Linked DNA regions of Mus musculus: all the other regions are linked to region 4. The links are chromatin contacts, called in public HiChIP or PLAC-seq and promoter capture Hi-C maps. All regions are on one chromosome and are shown on one strand. The core of a region is the stretch at or near the end of the contact, and the rest is flanking DNA. Distances in the headings are between cores, read along the strand shown.

Region 1 (3,846 bases), core at 223-2,722, 310 kb after region 4:
CCATCCTGAATTTTCTACCGCTTGGAAGCAGTTGAACGTTGGGGGGCATGTTGAGGGGCCTCATCCTGGTATCTAGAGCAGCTTCTCTATCTTGATGGAAAGACAGGATGTGAGGTCTAAAATAAGACATGTGTAGGAGGGCATATAGCACATTTGCCTTGGAAATCGGATTATATTTACAGTAAGATAAGAAGATAAATGTAAAATTCCATTGGCATGGGCTGTGGGGCGATTGCATGGAAGTGCCAGGATCGAAGGCATCTGCAGTTACAGTGTTAGCTAAGAATAGAACGTTCCATGGGCTCTTCTGATGCATTCCCAGTCTTTGTTGAGGCTCTCCATATGCTTATGCATAGGGTAGGGTGACGCTTCCATCAGATTCTGGCTCCCAGCCCCTGCCTCCTATTTTTCCATCTACAAGATTATACCCCATGGTCCCTGCTCATGTCCATGTGCTTATAGGGGTGGTATATATGCATAAGTGTGTGTGTGAGGGTGGAGGTACATGTTGGCCGTGGGGACCTTGGCTGTCACTCTTCGGCTGCTGGTGGTCCATCTTGTTTGGAGCAGACTCTCGGGAGCCTGGAGCTTGCTGATTGGCTAGCTCTAGGGATCTTCTGGGCATCTCCTCCCAAATACTGGGGTTATAGATATGTTCTACTGCATCTAGACTTTTAAAGCGTGGGTTCCGAGGGATTGGATCCATGTGCTTTGTTGTCTGAGCCATTTCTCTAACTCAGGAACTTGTGTTTCTTGGGGTGCATGTTAAATGGTCCTGTGACACATAGTGGCTTTTGTAAGACAGAAGAGTGTTTGTGGCCCGTGAGTCTAAGGGCTTCATTCTAGCTGCAAGGGAGGCAGGGTGGGAGCTTTTCTTTAACAGTCCTTGTCCCGCTAAAACTCCATTCCCGGGAAAGGGAGGCAGAACGGCTGAAGCGGGACCCAGTCTCCCATATGCCGATGTTACTAGGATGCACACAGCCAAGTACCTGACAAGCAGCGACTTGAAAGTTTAACCAGCTCTCAGCTTTAAAGGGCAGGGCAGGGAAGGGGGCGAGGGTGAGCACGGGGCTGCTTGCTCACATCTGGACAGATCAGGAAGCAGAGACAAGACAGACAAGACAGGAAGTGAGGCTGGACTATAAACCCCAAAGTCCCGTCCCCACCCTCCACCAGTGACCCACTTCCTCCAGTGAAATTCTACCTCCTAAAGATTTCAAAGCCTCCCAAATCAGCTCCCTGAGCTGGGGATGGGGGGTGGGGTGGGGGTGGGCGTGTTCATATGTGAGAGCACAGGAGCCTGAGAGAGGCATTTGGCATTGGATCCATAACATGAGTTATCTGATAGGGCAGAGGCAACAGAGAGTAGGCAGAACTTGGCTGTTGATTGGCAGGAGGAGCAGGAGAGAAGGGTAATAAATCACTCCTCCCCTCTTCCAGCTTAGGAAACCAACGCTGGTCTCAGGGGAAGCAGGAAGTACTTAATAAAGGAAGTAAAGGAGTGGAGAAGAGGTCTGTGGTTGGGACGCGTTGCTAAGAGCCCCCGAATGCTTCCCTGGGGGAAGTAGTCAGCTCTTGAACTTGGCACACCGCAGGAAGGACCTGGCCAGTGACATGGGGAGAGGCAGCCTGGGCTGGCTTAGTAGAAGGCCTTCCCACACAGCCCTGACTGTGCTCCCTCCTTGGCTGTCTTCATCCACTTAGCATATTATAGCAAACACCATTACATTCCACGCCTCAGGAAAAACAGACACGACTCCTCGCGGCTCCGGAGGCCCAGGTGACCAAGACACGGGAGGCAGCAGATTCAATGTCTGGTTCATGCCTGACATTTTTGCTGTGTCTTCACAGGACGGGAGGGACTGTTGGGTTCCCTTAGGCCACTTTTAGGAAGGTGCTAAACTCATTCCTGAGAGCCCCATGCTCCAATCAAATCACCCCTTAGACCCACCTCTTGATAGCTTCACGGTGGGGCTTAGAATTCCAGGGTGTGAATGTGGAGAGGAGACCACCCATTCAGCCCGCTGCACCGTCCTCCTGACACTCTGTTCCAGCCCCAGGCTGTGTGTGGTCCAACTGAGCTTCTCCCCTTCAATCGAGAAGCCATACCTTCTGATGATGCTCATCTCTGAGTGGCAGCTCTTTGAAGAGCCCTTCTCCTCCCCTAGTCAGCTCCTACACATCCCTTTCCATCCAACTCGAGAGCCACATCCCATCAGGAGAACCTTCATGACAAGGACCACGTCTCACCCGATTTTAGTTCCCAACACAGCGGAACAGAAGGACACAGGGCCCTCCCGAGTCTGAGGGACCTCCTTGGAAGCACAGGGTTTTCTCTGGGAAGAAGAAATGAATGCCGGGTTTAACAAAACAAAAGCTGGCTGCAGTATCCACAGGCAGAGAGGCAGCAGGTGGCAGGTTCTTGTGAAAGGGTCTAGTTACCCTGGTGCTATAGAGTGACACACTGGAGCTCAGCATGCTGCGGGGCGGGTTACACTCATCCCACTGTGAGGTGACCTGCTGTCAGTAGGTGAACAAGGCAAGTTGAGAGGCACCTGCGGACAGAAGACAGTCCTGCCTCACATGTTAGTGGGGAGGATCAAGAGGCACATTAGCGTGGAAGATTAAACGCCAGGTTTGAATCAGTCGGATTGTGTAATATTAGACAAAACAATGATTTTGTCCCTGCAGGGCCAGTGTAGGAGAGCGATGACTCTCAGAAAGGCAGAAAAGACACAGGTTCATTTTGAGACAGTTTTATGAGGCAGGGCATGTGTTGGGGGTGCACAAGATAGGTCAGAATTCATGTAAAGCTTTTCCTTTCTTGTCATGTGGACCATGGTGCCACATAGACACCCAGCTAGAGCTTGTGACCGTGACCCTCACTAGTCCATAGAGGGCTGGGGACGTGTGCAACTTCTTTCTGTAGAAGCTTCACTGACAGTTGAGACACTGGATCGGGGAGGATGCCTACAGTTACTAACGGCGGCATGGCCGCTCCTTCTGTGGTACCCAAGAGGGAAGCCAGTGCCACGATTCTGAGCCAGAACTGCAGCAAGCTTTAAAATACAATACGGGTCAGGATGGACTTTGGTCACGACCACTCCCTGGAATCCCCAGCTGAGTGATGACAAGATATGTGTTATAGGGGCAAAAGCATAAAGCCACTGTATTTTCCCATGTGGCTTTGTTATTTTCCAAGAACTACAACTCCCAGCATTCCAGGAACTTACACGGTCGGTGGGCATGTGGGGCTTATAGGTAAACTTTGGCTCAGACAGTAGGTATGGGCTCTTACAGAAGGTTTATCCTACATATGAGAGAGAAACCAGCCAAAGGCATCTTTCCAGCCTGAACATGGCCGTGAGAGGAAGGGGTGAGGGAGAACGAGAAAGGAAAAGAGAGAGGAAGCAAAGAGAGTCCCTGGGAACCCAGACCAAGAGGACACCGGACACCAAACCAAAGTGGCTGGCTTATGCAGGAATCAGATTAGCTCAGGGGTTGGAGAGATTCAGGGTAGGGGGCAGGGTGAGAAGTGCTGAGAGGAACCAGGGCTCCAACAGGTATTGGCCAATGCCGAGAATCTGGCAGCCAGTGTCTGCCTTGATTTGTTAAATAGACACCTCAGACATAGGTTAATGGAGGAACAATGATATCTTTTTTGTATTTATATTTATATCTTTTGCCAAAGATTAGGACAGTGCTTGCTGTTAACAAATGACAACCATCTTCTTTAAGTCTCTGAGAGAGTGTCGACTCTTGTCTAAATGCCAGACTTTGGGAAAAGGCATGATGTCTTGAGACCTAACGCAGTAGGTGGTACACACTGGTCTCAGATGGTAAAGA
Region 2 (3,941 bases), core at 239-2,738, 370 kb after region 4:
TCACCAAGGCTCCTTTGTATCCCCCTTCCATTCCCCCAGGGCCTGAGGGCCCCAGGGGCAGGGCTGTGACATCTATTCTTGCTTTCCCTCCTAGCAGCTCCCATCTCTGTGTGACAGAGATGTACAGAAACAACCAAATAATTGGAGATGCTTGTCATTGTGTATGGGTGAATGTTCCAATGTCCCCGCGGCCAGTTTTGTTGGTCTTATGGATTTTTCTTGTCGTTTGGCGGTGTATTGATGAATGCTCTAGCATATGGCAGGGGCCAAGGCAAACCTGTCCCCATTTTGGCAGCTACCCCAGAACTCTAGAGAGTGGCTGACGGGATAAATCCAGGCTAGGCTAGGGTAGGTCTTCCCTACAAACACGGGCAGAGTCTAGCATGATTTCAGTCCCTTCCAGATAAACCATACTCTCCCAGATGCCTTCTCCACAGAGGAAGCCCCATCCAGCTCCCCACACCCTGTCAGCTATGCTGGCCCTACCCGAGGGCCAGGAGAACATGGGGCACAAGTGCATAGTGGCTCAGTGGGACAGTGAGAAGAAGGTTCCAAACCCATGCCTTTTATTTCTTTGGGGTTTGATGCTTTTGTTTGTTTGTTTGTTTGATTGATTGATTTTTTATATCCAGATGCTTCTGACGTTCCAAGTGTTGGAACTGCAGGCATGGACCACCAGGTCTGGCAGACCCCATGGTCCCCTAGCTAAAACCATATGGTGTTACCAGATCCAGTATAACCCATTGTCTCTTAACTAAAACCATATTGAATTCATCATCCTCTTCCTCCTTGAGCAGAACAATTAAAAATATATATATATAGAGAGAGAGAGAGGAGTCTATAATGTCAGATCTCATATTGTCATCACACGATGCCAGCAACTGTTCAGCCAAGCCGCATCTTTCCCCGTTTTCTTATTACAGAGATTTGTAAGCACACACCAAACCCCAAGACCCTGTAATGAACTCAGCGTGTGGCGTGCAACACCCAGCTACCAGAGGCATCCAACTTAGCCACAGGAAAAGCCCGGTCAGGGCTTCGAGTCACCATTTTGGAAATTGCGAGATTGTTTCCTTTCTGCATCGTTTAGGGAAACAAACCCAACATGTTACAGTTCTATCCCACTTCCTTTCCCAGAAAACGCTTGGGTTTTTTCGGCCTCCCTTTCTTCTGAAAAAGCTGCCCCCAAATTTCAGCCTTTGCCTGTGTAAACACAGACTTAGAGGCGTGGAGGGGAGCCCCCGCCTCCAGGAGGGGGTTTTATCTGTGATTATCTTATCAGGATAACACTAAACCAGCCCCTGGTAGTACAAGGCTGCTACTCTTTGCTCTTGCTTCTGTTCCCAACCACCAGTTCAGTTTATAAATCCGCCGTCCAAGGCGGAAAACAATTTGAAAGGCAACATTGTTTCTGGACAAGGCTGTGATTGTGACAAAGAGATTGTGTGGCTTTCTTCTACTAATAAATCCCCCTGCTGGGTTTCTGGCTCGCTGGAAGGGTTGGCAGAAGGATGACAGGGCATGTTAAACTTTCTGGATGCCTCGGAGGAGCCTACATAGAGAAGGCATTCAGCACTGGAGGACATTTCCAGAGACCCTTCGGTCATGGGGTTGGTAGGCTGTGTTTTGAAGGAAATGTACAAGAGCATATGTCCCTATGATAGCATTTCTGGGTGGGGAATGGGGGCACCTGCCCCTCCCCCGGTTCTGCTTCCTCCCCAGCTCTTCTTTGACGTCTCTTGGGAAGGTTTGGTGGCAGTGAACTCAGATGCCACTTCACAGGTGTGGGTATTCCAGATCCGATGCCCTCCTGCATCAGTCAGCCACTCCTGGCCCTGTCTTGATCCCAAGCAAGTTGAAAAGAGACACCTCACCGGGAAAGAACTAGGAGACGAAATGTACAAAAGTCCTTAGCAAAACCATAAATGAGGCATAAAAGTTGGGTGTCAAGAGTTATTAACAGAAATAAAACAAGAACACTTCAGGCAAGGTGCCAGGAGAGGCTTTGGACTCACATCAATGCCCCAGGCCTTGGGCAGGGCCCCCAGTTTTGCTTATAAAATGGAGACACCGAATGTAACTCCTAGGCCACCGTGATAGTAAGTGGGGTTATGTGTGTCAAGTGTCTACTGCGGCTTAGCACACATGTCAGGGCGCACCAAAGGCAGGCAGTAACAGCACAGCGATAATATCACTAATGACAGAACTATTAAAAGAGGAAGAAGGCAAGCAAGATCTCGGGGAGCAGGCCAGTGTGGATAAACTAGGAGGCTCCTGACTGGGATGCAGCCATGAATTATAGGAGAATTCATGGGGAAATCAAAGAGTTGGATTCAGGGTCCCTCACTAAGGGGATGGGTTTTATTGGTTGGGCATTTGACAACAGCTGGGTGGGGTGGGGTTGGGGACCACAGTGGTGACAGGGATCCAGCATGAGCACAGAGTTTGAGTTGAGGTCTCAAGGCCACTGTGTAAAAGCCACTCCACCACCCCAAACATCTGTGCTTTCATCCATCCATGGAGATTAACGGCAGCCACTTGCATCTTGCAGCTGTCCTATGGGTCCCATGCAGTCGTGACCACTCCTTTGTACTTAGGATTCTTCCCCCAGTGGCAAGGATGCAGACGCTAAGGATATGGACTTAACCTCTCACTGCCCCTTCCAGTCCATGGAACTCCCAGCTGAATGCCAACATTTCTGAATGGTTTCGCTCTCCTCTTCCTCCTCCTCTTCCTCTTCCTCCTCTTCTTCCTCTTCTTCTTCCTCCTCTTCCTCCTCAGGAGACCCTCTCTTGCCTCCAGCCATCTTTCCAAGTTCTGCCAAGGCTGTAATTATAAACCTTTTTTTCTTTCTTTCTGAATTACCGCCTGTGTCTTCTCTCAGGCATTGTCTCATCACAGAGGCTGTCAGCCCCACACCTGGCATCTAGGTGTTGTCCATGGTCTTTATGCATCTCCCGTGGCTGTTATAACAAACTTCCTCAGAGTTCGGGACTTGGAACCATGAAAGCTTAAATCTCAGGAGGCCAGGGTCTGAAGGGAGGAGAGTCACAGAGCCCTGTTCTCTTGGGAGGCTAAGGGAGGAGCCTTGTGTCTGCAGTTCCTGGGAGCTTCAGGCATCCCTCTGCTTGCAGCTGTGTACCTTCCCTCAGCCGCCATCTTTGCAGGGCTTCCTCATCCTCTCTGTGGCTGGCTCCTGTCTGTGTCCTGTGGAGACAGCTGTGATAGGATTTAGGATTCCCCCGATAATCCAGGATGTCCCCAGACTGAGACCCTGTACTACATTATAGCTCGAAGCTTCCTTTCCAATGTTTACAGTCTTTGGGACTCAGGGGCATAATTTGGAGCCTGGGGTTTATCTCCAGAAGCCTGCCTTTATCAGATGTCTTACTGGGAACTAATGAGTTTTCATGTAAAGCTCTCCAAGTCCTTGCAGGCTTCGGGGTTCCAGCTAGACTCAGAAGTTAAGAACACTGGTGCTTTTCCAGAGGTCCCAGGTTCGAGTCCCTGGGCCCACATGGTGGTTCTCGACTGTATGTAACTCTAGTCCCAGGAGATCCAATGTTCACTTCAGGCTTTTGTAGGCACCAGGCATGTGCATGATGCACAGACAAGCATGCAGGCAGAATACCCATATACATAAAAATAAATAATTCAAAATTAAAAACAAGGTGAGCTTTCAACTTCTTCTTCCTGCCACCATGGCTTCCCCACTACCACCACCACCACCACCGTGATGGAGAGAGCTTTTCTCTCTCTCTGGAACCATAGCCCCAAGTAAACTCCTTCTCATATAAGTTGCCTTGGTCGTGGTGTTTTGCCACAGCAGCAGAAAAGTAACTAAGACACTCACTGTCCTCTTCTGTAAGAACAAGAGCAGCCGGGCAGGGCTGGAGAGATGGCTCAGCTGTTAACAGCACTGGCTGCCCTTCCAGAGGACC
Region 3 (4,365 bases), core at 901-3,400, 290 kb after region 4:
AAGAGTCAGGGTAAGATTCTCGCTCCAGCTGTTGGGGGACCCGCATGAAGACCAAGCTGCACATCTGCTACAGATGTGCGGGATGCCTCTGTCCAGCCCATGATGCTCTTTGGTTGGTGGTTCAGTCTCTGGGTGCCTCCAAGGGTATACAGGTTAGTTGACTCTGATGGTCTTCCTATGGAGAACCTGTCCCATCCATGTCCTTGTTTCCTTTTTTAAACTCCTCCCACTTTGTTCTCTACCACCAGCCATATATGTTCTTAGTGTATTGTAATTGAGGACTGATCACAGCTCCACTCAAGGAAGTATTAGTGGGGTGTTCATGAATCCTGCTCTTTAAAGAGTACTGATCAGTTTTGGGTTGAGATTTTTATTGGACCACCCGAAAGTCAGGATTCTATTGATCATAGCATAAGGCACAGGCTTCTGTGTGCTTCAGATATGGTCTTCATGCGTAGCAAGGGTGGCTTTGGAGGGCCAGCACTCAGAACAAGATGGGGGGGGTGTACCGCTTGCAAGAGGCCGGTAGTTACAGAGAAAAGCATGGTGTGTCTCATTTTCCTGGGGCAAAGGCTGGGCAGAACACTCTATTATTAGGTACGGATTTTCCCAGGAAAAACATGGTGTAATCACTGCTAAGTGACATTCTGTTTCTGGACATTGGGTGTCGTTCTCAGCAATCAGTGATACAGGCTCAGCCAGCAGGTCATCGCCACACATAACCTTGAATTATCAAGGACAGTTGTCTTAGTTCAGGTTTCATTGCTGTGAAGAGACACCATGACCAAGGCAACTCACATAAAAGAACACCATTTAATTGGGGCTGGCTTACAGCATCAGAGGTTCAGTCCATTATCATCATGGTGTATAGTAGTGTGCAGGCAGACATGGTGATGGAGGAGCTCAGAGTTCTACATCTTGTTCCAAAGGCAGCCAGAAGGAGATTGAATCCACATTGGGCACTAGGACAGCTCAAAGCCCACCCCTACAGTGACACACTTCCTCCAACAAGGCCACACACTCCCGTGGGCCAAGCATTCAAACACAAGAATCTATGGGGGCCATACCCATTCAAACCACCACAATAATAAAAGGTATTTACTCAGGTCTTGGAAATATCCATGACAATGTTTAGATATCTGTCCTCTTAAATGGCACAGAGATGCAGAAGTTCAGAGATGGAGCCTAGGGCCACACAGCAACCACTAAGGTGGAGCTGGCTATCACTCAGCTTGTTTTCCTCCTGCCTGCTCTTGGCCTCTTTTCAACTGATAAGTGGTGAAACATCTCAGCTATTTCCAAAAAGTTCAGGGAACACGTTTTTCTTTTTTATTTTATTATTATTTTTTTAACGGCACGAAATGTCAGCGTCTGTGACACCAGCCGGGTATGTTGGCAGACGTCTCGCTGCAGATGCCCTGGGCTCTGATCAGCAACAGGCTTAGGCTGGGCAACCTGGATGGGAGACCTCTTCCATAGCCAGGGCTGTCCCCAAGGGAGCTCTGCAGAAGGTTGCAGAAGGAGTGCCCCAGAAGTATACCCTCCACGCACCCACCACCAGCAGGCAAGGCTTAGACTTTAGAATCGGTAAGGCCTGGACTTAGCTCTAGAAGCCACCAGCTGTCTTATTAGCCATGTGACTTTGGGTAAGGGCATGAGCATCTCAGAGTTGGCAGATGTAAATTGGTGATAACAGCAGTTCACTATGAAGCCAGTTAACAGCTATTGCAATAGGCGGGCCACCTGCTGTGTAGCCCAATGTAAGGTAGAGCACAGCAGAGCCTGCTGAACATGAGTTCCTTTGCTCCCCTCCTCCTCCTTCCTCTTTCTCCTCCCTCCTCCTGTGCTCCTCCTCCCCCTCCCCCCTCCTCCTCTGGGATACCTTAGTTCAGTCCTTAAGGATCTTCTAGTTCCAGTCAGGTGACCTCCAAGGGGGACAGCTCAGAGCACTTTAATTCTCATCTCCAGCAGGTGACTTCAAGGTTCCTCTCATTTACTCCAGGAGTTTGAAAACACTGTAATATTCTCCTTTAATTATCTGCACCTCAGTGGGGAAAATGACATTATAATTAGCACGGGCCCCTGTATGGGATGACATTTTGCTTAACAGATCGTGTTCCTGGGTGCGTGCAGTAGCAGAAGCTGAGAGCACACTTTCAAATTGCGCTGTTGGGTGTGAGCATAAGCCCTGGCGTGAACTCCCACAGTGGGAAGTTGCCGCTCCAGGGTCCCTGCGTGATCCCATGTGCACGTGCCAGGCAAGCCGGGGTGCCCACCACCCTTGCCAAGGGCTGTGGACACACAGGACCTCAGAGCCCTGCTTCCTGGCTGTCTTAGGTAGGGTTTCATTGCCATGAACAGACACTACAACCAAGGTCACTCTTATAAGGACAACATTTCACTGGGGTTGGCTTACAGGTTCAGAGGTTCAGTCCATTATCATCATGGCAGGAATCATGGCAGCGTCCAGGCAGACTTGGTGCTGGGCGAGCCAGAGTTCTACATTTTGATCCGAAGGCAGTCAGGAGGGGACTCTCTTCCTCACTGAGCAGAGCTTGTGCACTAGGAGACCTTAAAGCCCACCTACATAGTGACATACTTCCTCCAACAAGGCCACACCTCCTAACAGTGTCACTTCCCATGGGGCAAGCACATTCAAACCACCACACTGGCCAAAGCCACAGTCTAAGGCTGCACTTGCATTTGGGTTAAAATAAAGACTAGTTTCCACATTGACACGGTCATTCTCCTACGTCTTATGTAAGGTGAAGAGAAGAGTTAAAGCAATACAGTTGGAAGGCAGTTTCTGTATTGCTTTGCCAAGTTTCTGGTTAACATCATGCTGTCTTGCTGCCATGACCAGAATACAGCTTAAATAGGAACTTCTTAGTTTGGCTATTGATTTGTTTATTTATTGAAAAACAATTTTTTTTTGAGACAAGGTCTCACTCTATACCCTGAGATAGCCTGGCAACCACTCTGTAACCCAGGCTGGCCTGAAACTATGGCAATCCTCCTGCCTCAGGGTCTCAGGTACTAGCATGTGAGCCACTATGCCCAGCTTAAGCAAGAGGATCCCTGGAGTTTGGTGGCCAGCCAGTGTAGCTAAATCCAGGAGCTTCAGGTTCAGTAAGTGACCCTGTCTCAAAAAATAGGACGAAGAGCAATTGAGCATGTCCCGACTTCTGGTTTCTATGCTCATACATGCACATGTACATGTGCACTTGTACAAATGTGTGCATATATACACACATGAGCACACACATACCTAGGCACATAAAACTCATCCTGAAGCCAAGCTCAACCTTGAGCCTGGGTCCCCCTGAGTGCTAGAGTTGCAGGTGTGTGCGACCACACTTAGTTTATGTGACGCTGGAGATCGACCCCAGGGTCTTCTGCTTGTACGACAGGCACTCTACCAGTCGTGCTGAACCTCTGGCCCGGTTCTGTTTTACTCTTGAACGGAGACCAGACATGGGTTCCGACAGCTTGTCCAGGAAAATTGGTACATGCTGAGTCATGCTGTCCAATGCTGGGCTAAGGCAGCTCCAAGACTGAGAAAGCTCTCCTCCTGCTTCTCTTCCTGATCTGCCTCCTCCTCTTCCTACTTTTGCCACTCTTCTTCCTCCTGCTCCTCCTCCTACAATTCCTACTCCTTCTCCTCCTCCCACTCCTCCTCCCAATTCTTATCTTGCTCCTGCCCCCGCCCCCTGCTCCTTCTGCTCCTCCTCTCCCCTTTCTTTCTCCTGCTCTTCCTGCTGCTCCTCCTCTTGCTCCTCCTCTTCCCATTCCTCTTCCTGGTCTTCTTCCTACTTTCAAATAGACATTTGCCCATTCTCCAGGCCAACACATTACAATGGGTCCACGTCATCTTATGCCCGCCTGAGAATCTAAGCCCTTTGAGTCAGGTTTTGAGGATGGGAATCCTGTCTTATGGAAATCACTGTGACATTTACTCTCAGGCCTTTGCTAGGATCGTCGCTCCGCTTGTCACCCACTGCTACGATGTAAGACATTTATGGAACAATATATTTTCTAGGAATGCTTTGCCTCTCCTGCGAAAGCAATTTATGTATTGTGTCTCTCTTCTGGTCGTTGGCTGCCAGGGAGGCTAAGGCCTGTATTTCCTTGATAACAGTGACATATGTTCTTAGGATCTGAACTATTATTCTCTCGTCTTGCAACCAATCATCATATCACACTTTAATCAGTTTCAAAGGAGCAGGGTTTTTTTTTTCATTAGTTGCCACAATTTTATTCCCATATTGCCATTTCGTTTCCCAAGCACCGATTATGCTTCTGATCCAGATGTGTGCCCTGAAGATGCTTATTCTGGTGATGCACGAGAAGAGAGGGAGCAACCTT
Region 4 (3,977 bases), core at 857-3,356:
CAGGACAGCACAGAGAAACCCTGTCTTTAAAACGAAAACAAAATCTGACGTTTTCATAAAGCCACACTCAGTACCACTCAGCTTGCAGGGCACTTATGTCCGACCAAATGGCATCTCACCATCTGGTTATTGGTAGGAGGGCGGGGCATCTCGCCATCTGGTTATTGGTAGGAGGGCGGGGCATCTCACCATCTGGTTATTGGTAGGAGGGCGGGGCATCTCGCCATCTGGTTATTGGTAGGAGGGCGGGGCATCTCGCCATCTGGTTATCGGTGGGTGGAAGGGAGACTTCCTACAAGCTTCCTCCTTCCTCTCCTTTCTCTTTAAGGTCACCAAACATTTCTCGTTGACTGTTCTTTACCACCCCTGCACCAGATCTTCATCTGGCTGAGACTTCAGGCCTCTCATCTGCCCTCTCACCTCGAGTCCGTCTTCAGTAGTGGTGTGTGGGGTGCCGGTAAAGGAGGGGAACTAACTCTGGCTCTTTTGTGTTCCTCCCCATCTGCTATGGGAGGCAAGCAGGCCTGCAACGGACGTCAGATGCTAACAGTTTGATCTCGGACTTCCCAGGCCTATTCCTGAGGGAAAATGAATGTCTACTCTTTATGAACTATCCAGTGTTAAATCTTTTGTTACAGCAGCATAGCTGGCCAGAGACGTCAATGTTCCAAATCTCAGTTGTCCTTACTGGGGAGGAGCCACACCTAACTCACTCCTTCCTTCCGAACTATTACATTAAATGGACATGTGGCGATTAATCACCTTTATGCTAAACTATTTTCTACTGCCATTCTAAATTATTCATATTTTAAAAATTCAATTTCCCAAGAATTTCTTTCTTTAATTAGAATGTAAACTTCAAGAACATCTTGGGAGGCTCCTGTTTATGATTTGAACGGAGAGGGCATTCCCCCAGAAATGCACCAGCCATAACCATGAAAATCAATCCATTTCTAAGACTGGGCTTACATAGTTGAAGCTAGCCAGCTAAGTCTGTCCATTTGGGAAGGGGGCTGTACTTAATGTGTAGCTTAGGGAGTGACAGGCTGACAAAGTTCCAACCTTCTTTGCCCACGTTCATTATACTGCCCTAGTTTTTTTGGCTTGGATTTTCTGACACCTAAGTAGCGCAAGAAAGCTGGCTCCACATGTGGGCTAGTGTGCTTTTGTAATTTCTTCTTCTGTTACAGTAAGTTCTCCTAGGTTAAAAACTATTTACCCTCGGCGCCCTCTGCTCATTCCTAAGCCAACACCCAATGTCAGAATTCGATCCGCATCGGGTCTTAAACGTTTCATGGGAGGACATCAGGATACCCTGAGTTTTTTAAACCAGCCTGAAATGAAACTGCTCACCTATTAAAAGGGGGAGGGTCTGACGGCTGAGGCTACCCTCCCCCAATTCTCCAGGCTCGGTCGGGCTCAGGGTGGGATGGGGAATGAATGAATGACTTTGACAGGAAGGTGTGAGCTAACGGGAGAGATCTGACAGTCGAGAGACCCCTGGCGTTTTCAGTTAAAAGGGAAGGAGAGCGCAGCGAACCCACGGGAGGCGAGGGAATCGTCCGGAAGTCCGGGAAGGCTCCCGGAGCAAAAGGCCGGCTGGCTTTTCGGCAGCGGACCAGCGTCCCGAGGAAGGCCCGCAGACGCCTCCCGGTAGCCCGCGGCGGCGAGGGGCGGGCTCCTCCGGCGGAAGGTGAGGGGTGGGGTCCGCCGGGCGGCGGGGGCGGAGGGACGTGGCGGGTTCGGATCCCGGACTGACCTGCGGGGCCCGTGGGACCCGGGGCGCCACGGAGCCGGCCTGGCGGAGGCGGGCGCAGTATTGATCGGTGGCCTGCACGGCGTCCACCAGGCCCTCGGCGCAGCGGCGCATCTGGCCGATGGTGTCCGCCGCCTCGATCAGGTCGCGGTACCGCTCGCCCACCATCTGCCGCAGCTCCTCCTTCTTGTGTTCGATCTCGGCTCGGACCTGGCGCTCCAGCCCGCGGATCTCCTCCGCTCCATGAGTCTCGAAGAGCGCGTTGGGATCGCGCAGATCCAGCCGCTTGAGCGCGGAGGAGGCGGTCGCGGCCGCCATGGTGCTAAGCCAGGGATCCGCCGGCCGCTTCCGCCTGCCAGCCCCGCCCCGCCCTCCCGCCATCATGGATGGGGGCGGAAGTGCTTCCGCCAGGTCGGGAGCCTCGGTGGTCCCAGGGACTGAGCCTCGGTGGCAGTGCTGCTCTCCAGAGCTTATTTTTTACTGTTACAATCTCCCTTCTCTCTCCTTCACTCTTCCTTCCTTCCCTCTTCCTCCCCATTCTCACCCTATGTAGGTGGAGTACGTGCGACAGAAACAGATGCGCGCGGAGGTCATAAGTTGCAGGAGGCTCACTCCTGCCATGAGGATCTCAGTATAGAATTTTAGATGGAATTTTATCGGCTTTGGCGGCAATCGCCTTTGCCTGCTGTGCCATCTCGCCTACCCTGAGCGCTCGTTTCCTTAGAGAAGCGAAATAGTTAAGGTTGTACTTGGTGGTCAAAGTCTTAGTGGCCCGGAGCCCCTTGCGTCGCACCCAAACCCTTTCCTGGGGAGGGAAGAGCTTCACCGTGGGGTTCATTATGGTAAAGATGCACGTATGGTCGTGTTGCTGTCGGTCTTACATGCATGCACGCTTTTGCCTTCGATAGACCATCACAGCAACCAGGACTGGGCCTTGGGACTCTTCCCTTAGGACTTGGCAGCTGGAGATCTGAGTGACGGCTGTGGTCCACCTTGTTACCTGGGTCTTCTATTTTATTTAAATATTGTTTAGTGGCCACAAAATGGGTTTCCCTGTTACAGGCCTCCTGTGGTGGAGAACGATGGGGAGTCCATGATGCCAGAGGATTGGACATCCTGAGATTGACCCAGTAAGAAAACCTGGACGTTCTGGCTTGCTGTTCATAAGTCCGTTCAGGGCCCTTCGTTTTGGAAAAGTTTGCTGAAGAATTCTTTCCTATGTTAACACAGAGAAAACAGTATTGTGTGTTCAGCAGCCCTGTACCACAGACAGCCTCTGGGTTTTCTCTCCCGTTCACCACTGCCACTACTTCGAGGCAAATGTCACAGCAATAGATTGATATCTAAATAAGGGGGTTTACTTACGACATTCCAGCAAGAAGAGTCCCTGCTCTATGCACAACTGAAGCCCAGGGAATTTTACTTACCTCGGGGAAGGGGGTTAACTCAGAACTCAAGCCACTTGGCTTGAGATACCGCCTACGCGTCAGAGTTCCCCCAGCACAGCGCGCCCCCTGGTGGCGCAGCGGTGACGTGCAGTCCTTTCTATAGTCCCGCGCTACCGGCTGCTTTGGTGCTGTTTTGCTTCTGAGCCTGCAGAATCTGTCTTCCGTGTTTGGAAGCGCTTCTCTGTCAGGCAGAAACTTTCCCCAGGACTTCTTGCACCTACTGTGCCAGCCTGGGGCCTGGGACTGGTCCACAAGACCTTCTTGGGCCTTTGAAGGCAGCGATGCCCTGGTGCAGGGATTTCAGCCTTGTAGAGGCTAGGTCTCACCCACAACACCTAGTGTGCAGGACTGGCAGGGACAGTGGCTGCAGCTGTAGTTTCAGGTGCCAGCGCTGGTGATGGGTATCTGCAGGTTGGATCACCCTGTGGTATACCTTGGATTAGGAATGTTCGCCCTCTCTTTGCTCCTGTCTCTTCAGCTTAGTTGCACATCCTGCCCAGCAGCTCACTGTGTTATCAATACATCCATTTTCTCTGAAAATCAGAACCGTGGTCTGTAGCTTGCCCTGGGAGCCTAACACTTATTCCTCAAGCTTCCAGTTCCCCAAGAGTTAGTAAGCTAACACCTTTCCTACACTGAGGGGAACACGATAGGCTATGATCAGTTCCATGTGGGACTAGGGGCTTCTTGTATGATGGCTTTGGCAAAGGCCACTCTGCCCAATGTGTTTTGAGACCGGCATTTGCTTTTCCGTCTTTTGTGCTGTTTCCTTG
Region 5 (4,159 bases), core at 1,301-3,800, 390 kb after region 4:
GAGAGCATCACCTGGCCATGCTGTGACTAGAAGACATGAGAGGTCCCACCTCCACTACCATAATGTAATGTCAGTGGCCAAAGGATTCTGAGTGCCCAGCTCAGGACTACCTCTTATGGAAGCCTTGGGTAGCGTTAACAGTAGCTAGCATGTAAGGAGTACCCACTATGAGATCCACACGCCAAAAGGAATGAAGAGCCATTGGAAAAAAAATTCCCTACACTGCTTTTCCAAGTACCCAGAATGGACCAGAACCTCACATGATGAGCTGAGAAGGTGTAAGGCCATTCCTTACGTGGCCTCCAGCCTGGGACCTTAAAGTGACTATCCCTCATTCATGCAAGCACCTTGTGAAGGAAGTTCTTCACCACTTTACAGATGAAGCTGGTGCTGGCTCAGTCTCTAGGACTCTGTATTAATTGATTTTCTCATTGCTCTAGCAACAATACCTAATAAAAACAACCTAGGGGGAGATGGCTATTCTGGCTCACAGTCTGAGAGAAGACAGTCCATCCTGGGTGGGGGTGGGGGAGGTGAGCGGGGTGGGGGGACATGGCCACAGGTGCTTGAGGCATCAGGTCACACTGTATCCATATTCAGGGAGCCAATGCTATGAACGAACACTCACTCATTTTCTCCTTTTTATTTAGTCCGGATCTGCAGCCCGTAGAGCAGTGCTTCCCAACACAGCCAAGCCAATCTACAGACTCCCTCACAGACATGCTCAGAGAACAGTCTCTCCCAAGTGATTCTAGATCCTGCCATAATAACGGCACAGGCTCCCACCCGAATCTGTCTGGCTCCTTACAGATAACGCAGCCTCCAAAGGCATCTCTGTCTGCTACTGTAACAATGAAGGTCCCCTATGTGGGCCCCTTGCCACCCAGGTTCTCTGAGAGGTGAGGCTGGCCTGAGGAAAACACAGCAGGCAGGGTAGGTAGGAGGGCAGCTGTTGGGAGGCTGAGGGAGGAGAGTCAGGCTTCATTCTGGCTCCCCCTAGGTTTTTAAGGAAACGCCTAAGCACTGGGCAGCTTCTTGGCGTGAATGGCCTGTGACGAAAAGGGAAGGTGGCTATTCTTTAGCTGGCAACCTGGAGGGACCTAGGCCTTTGCCTCTGCACCTCCACCAGGCTTCAGATCAAGGAATGACAGAGACCAGCTAGCGAGTGTTTCTAGGGAGTTGGATCCAGACAGAAGAGGCCCAGTCTGTAAATGGGCACCCTTGACCTTGCCTGTACCTCCTTGGCACCTTGTGTGGGCCTGGCTGCTCTGTCTGCTGAGAGTTCAGTATTTGTGACTGAACCCAGCCTCTTCCCCACCCCACCTCCTTCCATTCTTCCCACCCATGGGGGTCCCCAGCAATGTCCTGGCCCCACACAGCCCGAGTTATTTCTTTGTAGCCAGCCTAGGCCTGGAGCATGGCATCCATCTCCCTCTTGCCACTGCCACCTCTGAAGTCCCTGCAACAGTGCCTGACTAGCCCGTACTGTCACTCACCCCCAGGGGTGGAGACAGCAGCCTACAAGGATTGCTCTGACATCCTCAGGCTGTTGAGGGTTTTAGGGAGCTGTCTGTCTGTCTGGAGGGAGGGAGCGAGCTGGGGGGGGTGGCCTCTAACTTGCTGTGAAGCTGAGCCTGACCTTGTACTTGTGACCCCCCCCCCCCCAGCCTCCATCTCCCAAGCGCTAGGGTTATGGACATTTATTCCCCAAGGCTTACTCCGCACTAGGAATCTAACCCAGAGCCTTCTGCAATGCTGGGTAAGCACTATCCAAACTGAGCTACATCCTCAGCCCCTGACTTAGCTGTTGTATACGTATCTGCTCCTCTTCTAAGATGTTGTGTTCCTTCTCCAGATATAAAGTCCTCCCCTGGGACTTGCCTCTGCCACCTGCCCTTGCAAGGGAACCAGCTCACCCCCCAAGGTGTCCTGGGACAGTCCTAGTTTAGTTCTGAGTCCTCTGTCCCCCCAAACCCCCCAGTAGCCATTCCTCTGGGTCTGGTCCGCCCTGGAAAATTCTGACTCCCCGAGGAAAGGAAAGCAGAAATTTGAACACTCAAGCCAGTGCCAACTTTGATGAGAGAGGCAGCCCCTCCACACAGACCCTTGGCTCACCTTTCCCCGGTGAGGCCTCCTCAGGGGCTGCTCCTGCCCCTGCGGTTGCAGCCTGGCTCTCTGGGAGCCACATACCAGCCCCAGCCGCCAGTGTCCCTATCCTGTAAACCCTTTGCTGGCCCTCTGGTCATGTTTCCCCCACTCATGTCCCCCAGGAGGCATAGCTGGTCAGGAAAGAGACACATACTACCAACGTGTCTTGGTGTTGGGGGAAACCCGGCAGCAGGAAACTTGCTTGGCTCTGAAGGGTGTGGCAGTGGGTTTAGGTCTGTGTGTCATCCCGTGCGGGCCCAGTGCCCTTTTGAATAAATACCGCTTAGAGCCTTGTAGCCGGTCCTGGAAAGGAAACCTTCTCATTTCAGCTCTCCCTTCCCCAAGCTGCAAGGAAGGAGGTCAGCCAGGCCTATTTGCCCAGGAATGCCTTTGTAGAGTGCTTGCTTAGGTCAGAAGTCACGGATGGCTGTACAAAAGACTGTGGTGGGGCCTCCTCCAAGCCATCGGCTCTACATTAGGCACATTTCTCCTTCACACAGTCTGCCATCCCTGCCAGCATACTACTCAGAGTTTGTCCTCTAAAGACTTTCCTTGACAGCTGAGCCTTCCCTCCCTCCCTTCCTCTCTCTTTCCCTTTCCTCATTCCTCTCTCCCTCCCCCTCTCCTTGATGTTCATTAGTCCCTGTGTTTCTACCAGCTCAGGAATATTGCCATTGTATCCATTACTGCTTTGCTGGTCCTGCCCTCGTTCCCTGGAATCTCCTCCAGGGGCCCCCAAGTGAGATTCTACGTAGAGCAGACACCCAGTCTGCAGAACCCACACACAGCCACAGTGGCTCCTGGTGTCCATGGCTCCCAACCTGTGTTGGCGATCAAAACAGCAGAGCGTAGGCTCTCACAATGGAGATGGCCTCGACCGCTGCCTTCATCCTCACCCTTGCTGCTGACGTTGAGCATCAGCTGTAGATCCGCAAGCAGAGCATTCCCGTCAGACTTTGCAGGAACTCGTCCCATAATGCACCAGTCGGCAGAGCTACCCCAGGCAAAGGCCTCTGGGAAAGCTCCCTGGTAACTGGAATGGAGGACTGGTTCTGAGAGCTGTGGATTCAAACCACACCTCAGAGCTGATGCTGATGATGAAGGAGAGAGGAAGACCCCGTCCACTGGGTGCCTTCCCTGCCCATCCGGTATCTGTTGTGCTATGGATATGGAGTGTCTCCTGAAGACTCATGCACCGAAGGCTTTGCCCCCAGCCAATCAATCCAGTCATTGAGATATGATCGGATTGTAATGGCTCTGACCCCTCTTTGTCATTACTGATGGATTCAGAATTCAGTGGCATCTGGGCTAGCAGATACATACTCACAGGGGTGGGACCTAGTTAGAAGTAGGTCACTAGAGACATGTCTCTTGTCCCAGGTCGCTCCCCTGTGTTTCTTTGCTTCCTTTGTGTCCTGTGAACAGCTTTGCTCTGCCCTGTGCTCCCTGTCATGATAATCTCTCCCTACGACCAGACATAGTGGAGCAAGGTGACCACAGACTAAATGCTTGGAAACTGTGAGCCAAAGCAAACCGATCCTCCTTCCCTCCCTCCCTCCCTCCTTCCTTCCCTCCTTCTAATGTGCTTATGTTAAGCATTTTGTGCCAGCAATGAGAAACTAGCACAATGAACAGTTGGAAATGGGAACACAGCTGGCTGTGTGTGCATGTGTGTGTGTATGTCTTGTGCACACACATAAAGGAGAGCTGAATTTAAAAGGGTCATGTAGGAGGGAGAGAAGGCAGAGGGGCTGTAGTTTCAGCCCTCACCATGTCCCTGGAGCTCAGGAATGACCAGGATAGACTTCCTGATCATACAGCAAAGCATCGCCCTGCAGAGAAAGACCTGGCGGGATCTTGGGGTGTGGCTCTAAACCTTGCGCCAGGGCTAGGGCAGGGCAGTGACAACAAGGGTTGCCAGGGGTGGAAGAATGGGGTTTCTGTACTGCTTATCAGAGCTCAGCTCCGGGGCAGGATATGGAGGAGGCTTCCCCAACCTGCCTGGTGGACA
Region 6 (4,186 bases), core at 1,501-4,000, 350 kb after region 4:
TGTCTTAAAAAAAAAAAAAAAACCAAACCCAAAACCTGTCCTCTGAGTAAGGAAGAGTCAGCCAGGCATGAGCAGTCTGTGGGCCAAGGGAAACACGTCTTAGCTTAGTGTTGCTTTCTGATCTGGTCCCTCCGTGGTTTCTTTTGGCTCCAACCACAAAGAAATGCCGAAGCCCGTATGTCCTTGGGGAGTCGGATGATTAAAGTGGTTTTCCTTTTCAGAAGTATCATTAAGAGGAGACCACACCTCTCAGCCCTCACTTCAAGGTACACATAACTCGAACCAGAAGGGAGAGCGAGTGAAGCAATCTTATGCTTAGACGTTGTGCTTTGCACCCCGTTTCCAGCTTTGGCGAGGGGGTGTTTATAGCCTGGACCGATGGCTCCGACCGGTGTCCGGCTGCAGGGCTGTGCAGAACGGGCAGTGCTGGCTGCAGATCGGACAACCCACAAACGGGCCTCCCCTGGTTCCCTGCACTTCGTGCTGCATGCCCCGGCCGGCTGCTGGTGCCCAGTGTTCAGACACTTAATCAAGGATGTCTGCTGGGTTAACCACCACTTTCAGACCAAGTCTGTGCCTGTTCCAAGTCTGCATCTGATAGCAGATCAAAGAGTAGAGACCATAAACGACATACATCTTTCGAGCTATAAAACACAGGCGTTGCTATATGACCAATCATGGGATGTGGGGGTCAGAACACACTCGTGGAGTAGCGATGGCTTTGTTTTCCTGTCTCACCGAGCTTCTGAGGAGCAGCCTGTGATAGCTGCTCCCAGCAAGAATCCACAGAGTGCGTGCTTGCCTCTATGGGCACCAAGTTCACCTGCCTTTTAGGGACATTCCAGGGAGACCCTCCCTGTCCCCGGGTTGTTGCTGTGGAGCTCCCCCTGCCCTCTGTCTTAGCCTCTCTGGAAACCTTCTCTAGGCTGAGGTATAGCTGGTGAGTTAGCAAGAGGGTGTGCAGGCAAAAGTGCGATGCCTTTTACCCTGCCGGCCCCTCTCCTCACCACAGCCCTTCACTCGACTCCCCTGCTGCAGGCCTTTATCTGCACCCAAAGATCTTGTCCTCCGTTTCACCTAAGCGAGCCAGCCTTTCTCCCATGTAGCTGTCCTCTAGGGAGATCTAGAGTGGTCCACCCACAATCCTCTTCCCACAGTTTTCCCTTCCAGGCCACTGGCATTGGAGAACGGCCCACAGCGCCACCATGTGGTAGTCTGGCTTCAAGACTCACTATGAGGCAATGGGGGAGAAAGGCTTCAAAAAGGCCAGTGAGGTGCGTCTCTGAGTTGCCTCACCTCGAGAGGCTTAAATAGAACTTCTCTAAATTGGTGTTGGGCTACATTTACTCTCTCCATAAAGCTAAAGTCTATCTGTCTATTAATCTTTTCTATCTTTATCTTCTATTTATCTCCTTCTGTAGGAGTTGGTAAACATTCCCTAGATGTTTTGCAAAAGTCGTGTTTATCTCCCCGCTATCTGGCTCTCAGCATTTCCCACCTCGTTTACCTCATCACAAAGTAGATTCATCATCCTTACTCCTTCTTTCCAAGAATTAAAATAGAGCATTTGGGTGATCCTCTGCAAAGAGACCAATAGAGCAGGAAGCTGTAACAATCAACGAGGTGTGGGGAGGCCAACCGCAGAGGCCCCTGTTTGCTATTGTGGGTTATTGTACGTCACGTTTAGTGTTGTAGTAACTTTAGTAAGATTCATTTATCTTATTTTGTCTGTATGAGCGTTTTGCCTGTTTGTGCACCATCCCCACAGAGGTCAGAAACAGAGTCATGGATGGCTGTGAACTGCTGTAAGGTTGCTGGGAATTGAACCGAGATCCTTTGTAAAAGAAGTCAGTGCTCTTAGCTGCTGAAGCCCTACCCCCAATATATTTTTCAAGAACTGGGTATGACCTGATGTCTTAGTTAGGGCTTTACTGCTGTGAACTGACAAGTCTTGTCAGTATGAGTATTTGGTCAGGGAAAGGGGCACCATGACCAAGTCAACTCTTATAAGGACAACATTTAATTGGGGCTGGCTTACAGGTTCAGAGATTCAGTCCATTATCATCAAGGCAGCAACATGGCAGTATCCAGGCAGGCACGGTGCAGGAGGAGCTGAGAGTTCTACATCTTCATCTGAAGGCTGCTAGCAGAATCCTGGCTTCCAGGCAGCTGGAAAGAGGGTCTTAAAGCTCACACCCACAGTGACACATCTACTCCAACAGGGCCACACCTTCTAATAGTGCACTCCCTGGGCTGAGAATATGCAAACATCTGACTTGTCCACAGTTAAGAGGGTTCTTTCTCACGGACCATCTCAGAAAATAAGGCATGAGGTTACTCACGCATCTTCATGGCATCCCTGTGATTCCCTAGGCTCCCTCTTTTTTGGGGGAGAACTGATTGGGCTGTAAGTGGTCTCCAGAGACAAGCTTGCTTCTGATGTCTTGCTCCGAAACCCACTAGCAACTTCAGAAGAGACAGCCCTGTGCCCAGAGAGTCTTTCTTTTGCTTCCCTTATTACCTGGACTAGATTCCAGACCCCTCTGATCTCACCTCACTGTCTCAAAACAAGGAGGCTACCGAGACCCCCACCCCCACCCTGTTTGCCCTAAGCAGCTAGCAGCCGCTTCTCCCTCCCCCCATCAGCAGCACAAGGGGCTCTTTATGCTCACCCCTTCTTCCTCCACTGTTGCTTCAGCCGCCCCCACCCATGTCCCTGGCGACAGGGGCCGGACATCTTGGCAGCAGGAGCCATAGATTCACAACATGGGCTCTGTTAGCCTGGAGCAGCCAGGGGAGGGGCAGGCCCACAGAGCCCTCTGGGAGCCAATGTGCTTTCTATGTGGCTTTCCCAGGCACTCAAAAGTGATACGGCTCCCTGTCTACTCCACGGCTCTATCCATCTTCCCCGGCAGCTGGTGTGCAGATACTTCAGGGAAGGAAGCTATTGTCTTCCAGGACAGACCACTGAAGCGGCCCTCCTGTAGGGAGGGTGGTCTGCATTCCCATAGATTCTGCGTGGCAAGCTGAGGTAGCTTTGGGACATCAGTGCCTGTGTAGTACTGAATAAGATCATGTGTCACCAGTCTGTTTCTAATGATTGCTTGGTGGGGGCTGCTGACCCAAGGCAGAGGTGTGGCCATTCTTTAGCAAGTAAGGGCATTTAAGTTCTGTCCACCAGATTCCCAAACTCACAAAGCTAACATTTCCTGAGCTCCTTCCACGTGGAGACCTTGTGTCTGGACACAGGACACCTTGTATCCCATCTTTGCCTTCCAGCCTTTTGTGTGAGAGAAGATGATATACTCACTTTGCAGATGTAAAATGTAGGTTGGACTGCTCAGGGCAGATGTAGGTTTTGACCCCAAACAGCCCAACTACGGAGCCTGTGCCTCTAACCACTACCCTTCTTTGCCTTTCAAGATAACACATCTGTTGTAACCTAAAGACTTAGAAAGAGTCCTCCAAAGTGGTAGGGAACTGGGGTCAGCTTCCGTGGGGGCAGTATGTCAACCCCCATCATGAGTACTTTGGATGTCCTCTGTTGAAATCCCGGCTCAACTGTCAAGAGCATCTTCTATCTCCCTGGGGAGGCCGGGAGACAACAATGTACAAAAATCACGTCAGTGAGAATCAGTCTACGCGGCCAGTCCTACAGGAAGCAGATGCTAATGTTGAGGAAGGCTTTGAGTGTGTCTATAGGTGCTTGCCGCTATGGTGAGAACCATAGCCCTTAATGGCTCCCCTGAGTGGTGGGTAAGGAAGAATATACAGAACAGAGGGAGGAAGAGGAGGTGAAAGGAGGAAGGGAAGGATAGAGAAAGGGAGGAAGGGAGTGGGAGCAAGGGAAGGGACACCCCAGAGAGGTGGGACCAAGATGATCTGGTGGCACCTAAGTCGTGAACTGCTTGCCTGGACCCACCTAGTGGGAGAGGTGGACAGATGGGCAAGGTCACTGAGAAAGACAGAGATACAGAGCAGGGGTCACTTGTCCTAGAAAGTTCCAGAATGGAGGTGATTGGGGGTGGGGGTGATGTCTTAACTGCCAGCGCTGCGGAGGTTCTTCCATGGCAGTGGGCCCTGCCTCATTCAGTTATTGGACTTATTGGACTAGAATGGGTCCCAAGTCCTCTATGACTGGGAATGCTTATGAGATAAGCGGGGTGGGGAGGATTGAGGAGGTTAG

The links. Promoter capture Hi-C pulls out the DNA fragments that hold promoters and counts their contacts. HiChIP or PLAC-seq counts read pairs in DNA pulled down with a chosen protein or histone mark.
Region 1: an H3K4me3 HiChIP or PLAC-seq map of bone marrow-derived macrophages shows a contact between it and region 4, with 5 times the contacts expected there. The contact joins the enhancer-like site here to the promoter of Cog1 in region 4. A contact is called at or near these places in 2 of 39 promoter capture datasets (the HPC-7 cell line and cranial neural crest), 1 of 15 datasets of contacts at CTCF or cohesin (the NIH/3T3 cell line), 15 of 115 datasets of contacts at active chromatin or transcription factors (bone marrow-derived macrophages, craniofacial prominence, embryonic basal ganglia and 9 more) and 2 of 9 other capture datasets (embryonic stem cells and pancreatic islet).
Region 2: an H3K4me3 HiChIP or PLAC-seq map of forebrain shows a contact between it and region 4, with 6 times the contacts expected there. The contact joins the enhancer-like site here to the promoter of Cog1 in region 4. A contact is called at or near these places in 11 of 39 promoter capture datasets (3T3-L1-derived adipocytes, the HPC-7 cell line, cranial neural crest and 5 more), 1 of 15 datasets of contacts at CTCF or cohesin (the NIH/3T3 cell line), 1 of 484 Hi-C or Micro-C datasets (embryonic fibroblasts) and 16 of 115 datasets of contacts at active chromatin or transcription factors (the NIH/3T3 cell line, bone marrow-derived macrophages, craniofacial prominence and 13 more).
Region 3: a contact with region 4 is called in a promoter capture Hi-C map of hippocampal neurons, with 2.5 times the contacts expected there. The contact joins the enhancer-like site here to the promoter of Cog1 in region 4. A contact is called at or near these places in 2 of 39 promoter capture datasets (the 3T3-L1 cell line and hippocampal neurons), 1 of 15 datasets of contacts at CTCF or cohesin (the NIH/3T3 cell line), 1 of 484 Hi-C or Micro-C datasets (embryonic fibroblasts), 10 of 115 datasets of contacts at active chromatin or transcription factors (the SCID.adh cell line, bone marrow-derived macrophages, craniofacial prominence and 6 more) and 2 of 9 other capture datasets (embryonic stem cells and liver).
Region 5: an H3K27ac HiChIP or PLAC-seq map of trophoblast stem cells shows a contact between it and region 4, with 4 times the contacts expected there. The contact joins the enhancer-like site here to the promoter of Cog1 in region 4. A contact is called at or near these places in 14 of 115 datasets of contacts at active chromatin or transcription factors (the NIH/3T3 cell line, bone marrow-derived macrophages, embryonic basal ganglia and 11 more) and 1 of 9 other capture datasets (embryonic stem cells).
Region 6: a contact with region 4 is called in an H3K27ac HiChIP or PLAC-seq map of neural progenitor cells, with 11 times the contacts expected there. The contact joins the enhancer-like site here to the promoter of Cog1 in region 4. A contact is called at or near these places in 17 of 39 promoter capture datasets (the 3T3-L1 cell line, 3T3-L1-derived adipocytes, the C10 cell line and 9 more), 8 of 15 datasets of contacts at CTCF or cohesin (the NIH/3T3 cell line, embryonic stem cells, large pre-B cells and 3 more), 104 of 484 Hi-C or Micro-C datasets (the AML12 cell line, the AtT-20 cell line, B cells and 53 more), 43 of 115 datasets of contacts at active chromatin or transcription factors (the 230-238 cell line, the HPC-7 cell line, the NIH/3T3 cell line and 28 more) and 3 of 9 other capture datasets (adipose tissue, embryonic stem cells and pancreatic islet).

The regions. Positions count from the first base shown.
Region 1 is chr11:113,332,332-113,336,177 of GRCm38.p6, reverse strand. All of the region lies in intron 6 of Slc39a11 (solute carrier family 39 (metal ion transporter), member 11), which reads left to right. Among named protein-coding and RNA genes, the nearest start is that of Gm51926, 6.5 kb to the left of the region's middle. Within about 2 kb of position 1,472, at least 45 of the 459 cell types and tissues checked have an H3K27ac peak or open chromatin away from gene starts, as enhancers often do. A contact at or near this core is called in bone marrow-derived macrophages, where this site is marked.
Region 2 is chr11:113,274,773-113,278,713 of GRCm38.p6, reverse strand. All of the region lies in intron 7 of Slc39a11 (solute carrier family 39 (metal ion transporter), member 11), which reads left to right. Among named protein-coding and RNA genes, the nearest start is that of Gm51927, 32 kb to the left of the region's middle. Within about 2 kb of position 1,488, at least 31 of the 459 cell types and tissues checked have an H3K27ac peak or open chromatin away from gene starts, as enhancers often do. A contact at or near this core is called in forebrain, where this site is marked.
Region 3 is chr11:113,357,611-113,361,975 of GRCm38.p6, reverse strand. All of the region lies in intron 6 of Slc39a11 (solute carrier family 39 (metal ion transporter), member 11), which reads left to right. It overlaps Gm51926 (a long non-coding RNA gene), which reads right to left. Exons shown (of 3, transcript XR_003949793.1): 3 at 318-4,365. Among named protein-coding and RNA genes, the nearest start is that of Gm51926, 19 kb to the right of the region's middle. Within about 2 kb of position 2,150, at least 7 of the 459 cell types and tissues checked have an H3K27ac peak or open chromatin away from gene starts, as enhancers often do. A contact at or near this core is called in the SCID.adh cell line and hippocampal neurons, where this site is marked.
Region 4 is chr11:113,647,658-113,651,634 of GRCm38.p6, reverse strand. It overlaps Cog1 (component of oligomeric golgi complex 1), which reads right to left and starts at 2,106. Exons shown (of 14, transcript NM_013581.3): 1 at 1,760-2,106. The coding sequence starts at 2,074. It also overlaps a transcript of Slc39a11 not described here.
Region 5 is chr11:113,253,267-113,257,425 of GRCm38.p6, reverse strand. The region is part of intron 7 of Slc39a11 (solute carrier family 39 (metal ion transporter), member 11); the gene reads left to right. Among named protein-coding and RNA genes, the nearest start is that of Gm39505, 36 kb to the right of the region's middle. Within about 2 kb of position 2,550, at least 33 of the 459 cell types and tissues checked have an H3K27ac peak or open chromatin away from gene starts, as enhancers often do. A contact at or near this core is called in embryonic fibroblasts and pancreatic cancer cells, where this site is marked.
Region 6 is chr11:113,293,370-113,297,555 of GRCm38.p6, reverse strand. The region is part of intron 7 of Slc39a11 (solute carrier family 39 (metal ion transporter), member 11); the gene reads left to right. Among named protein-coding and RNA genes, the nearest start is that of Gm51927, 14 kb to the left of the region's middle. Within about 2 kb of position 2,750, at least 57 of the 459 cell types and tissues checked have an H3K27ac peak or open chromatin away from gene starts, as enhancers often do. A contact at or near this core is called in the AML12 cell line, the HL-1 cell line, brain and 6 more, where this site is marked.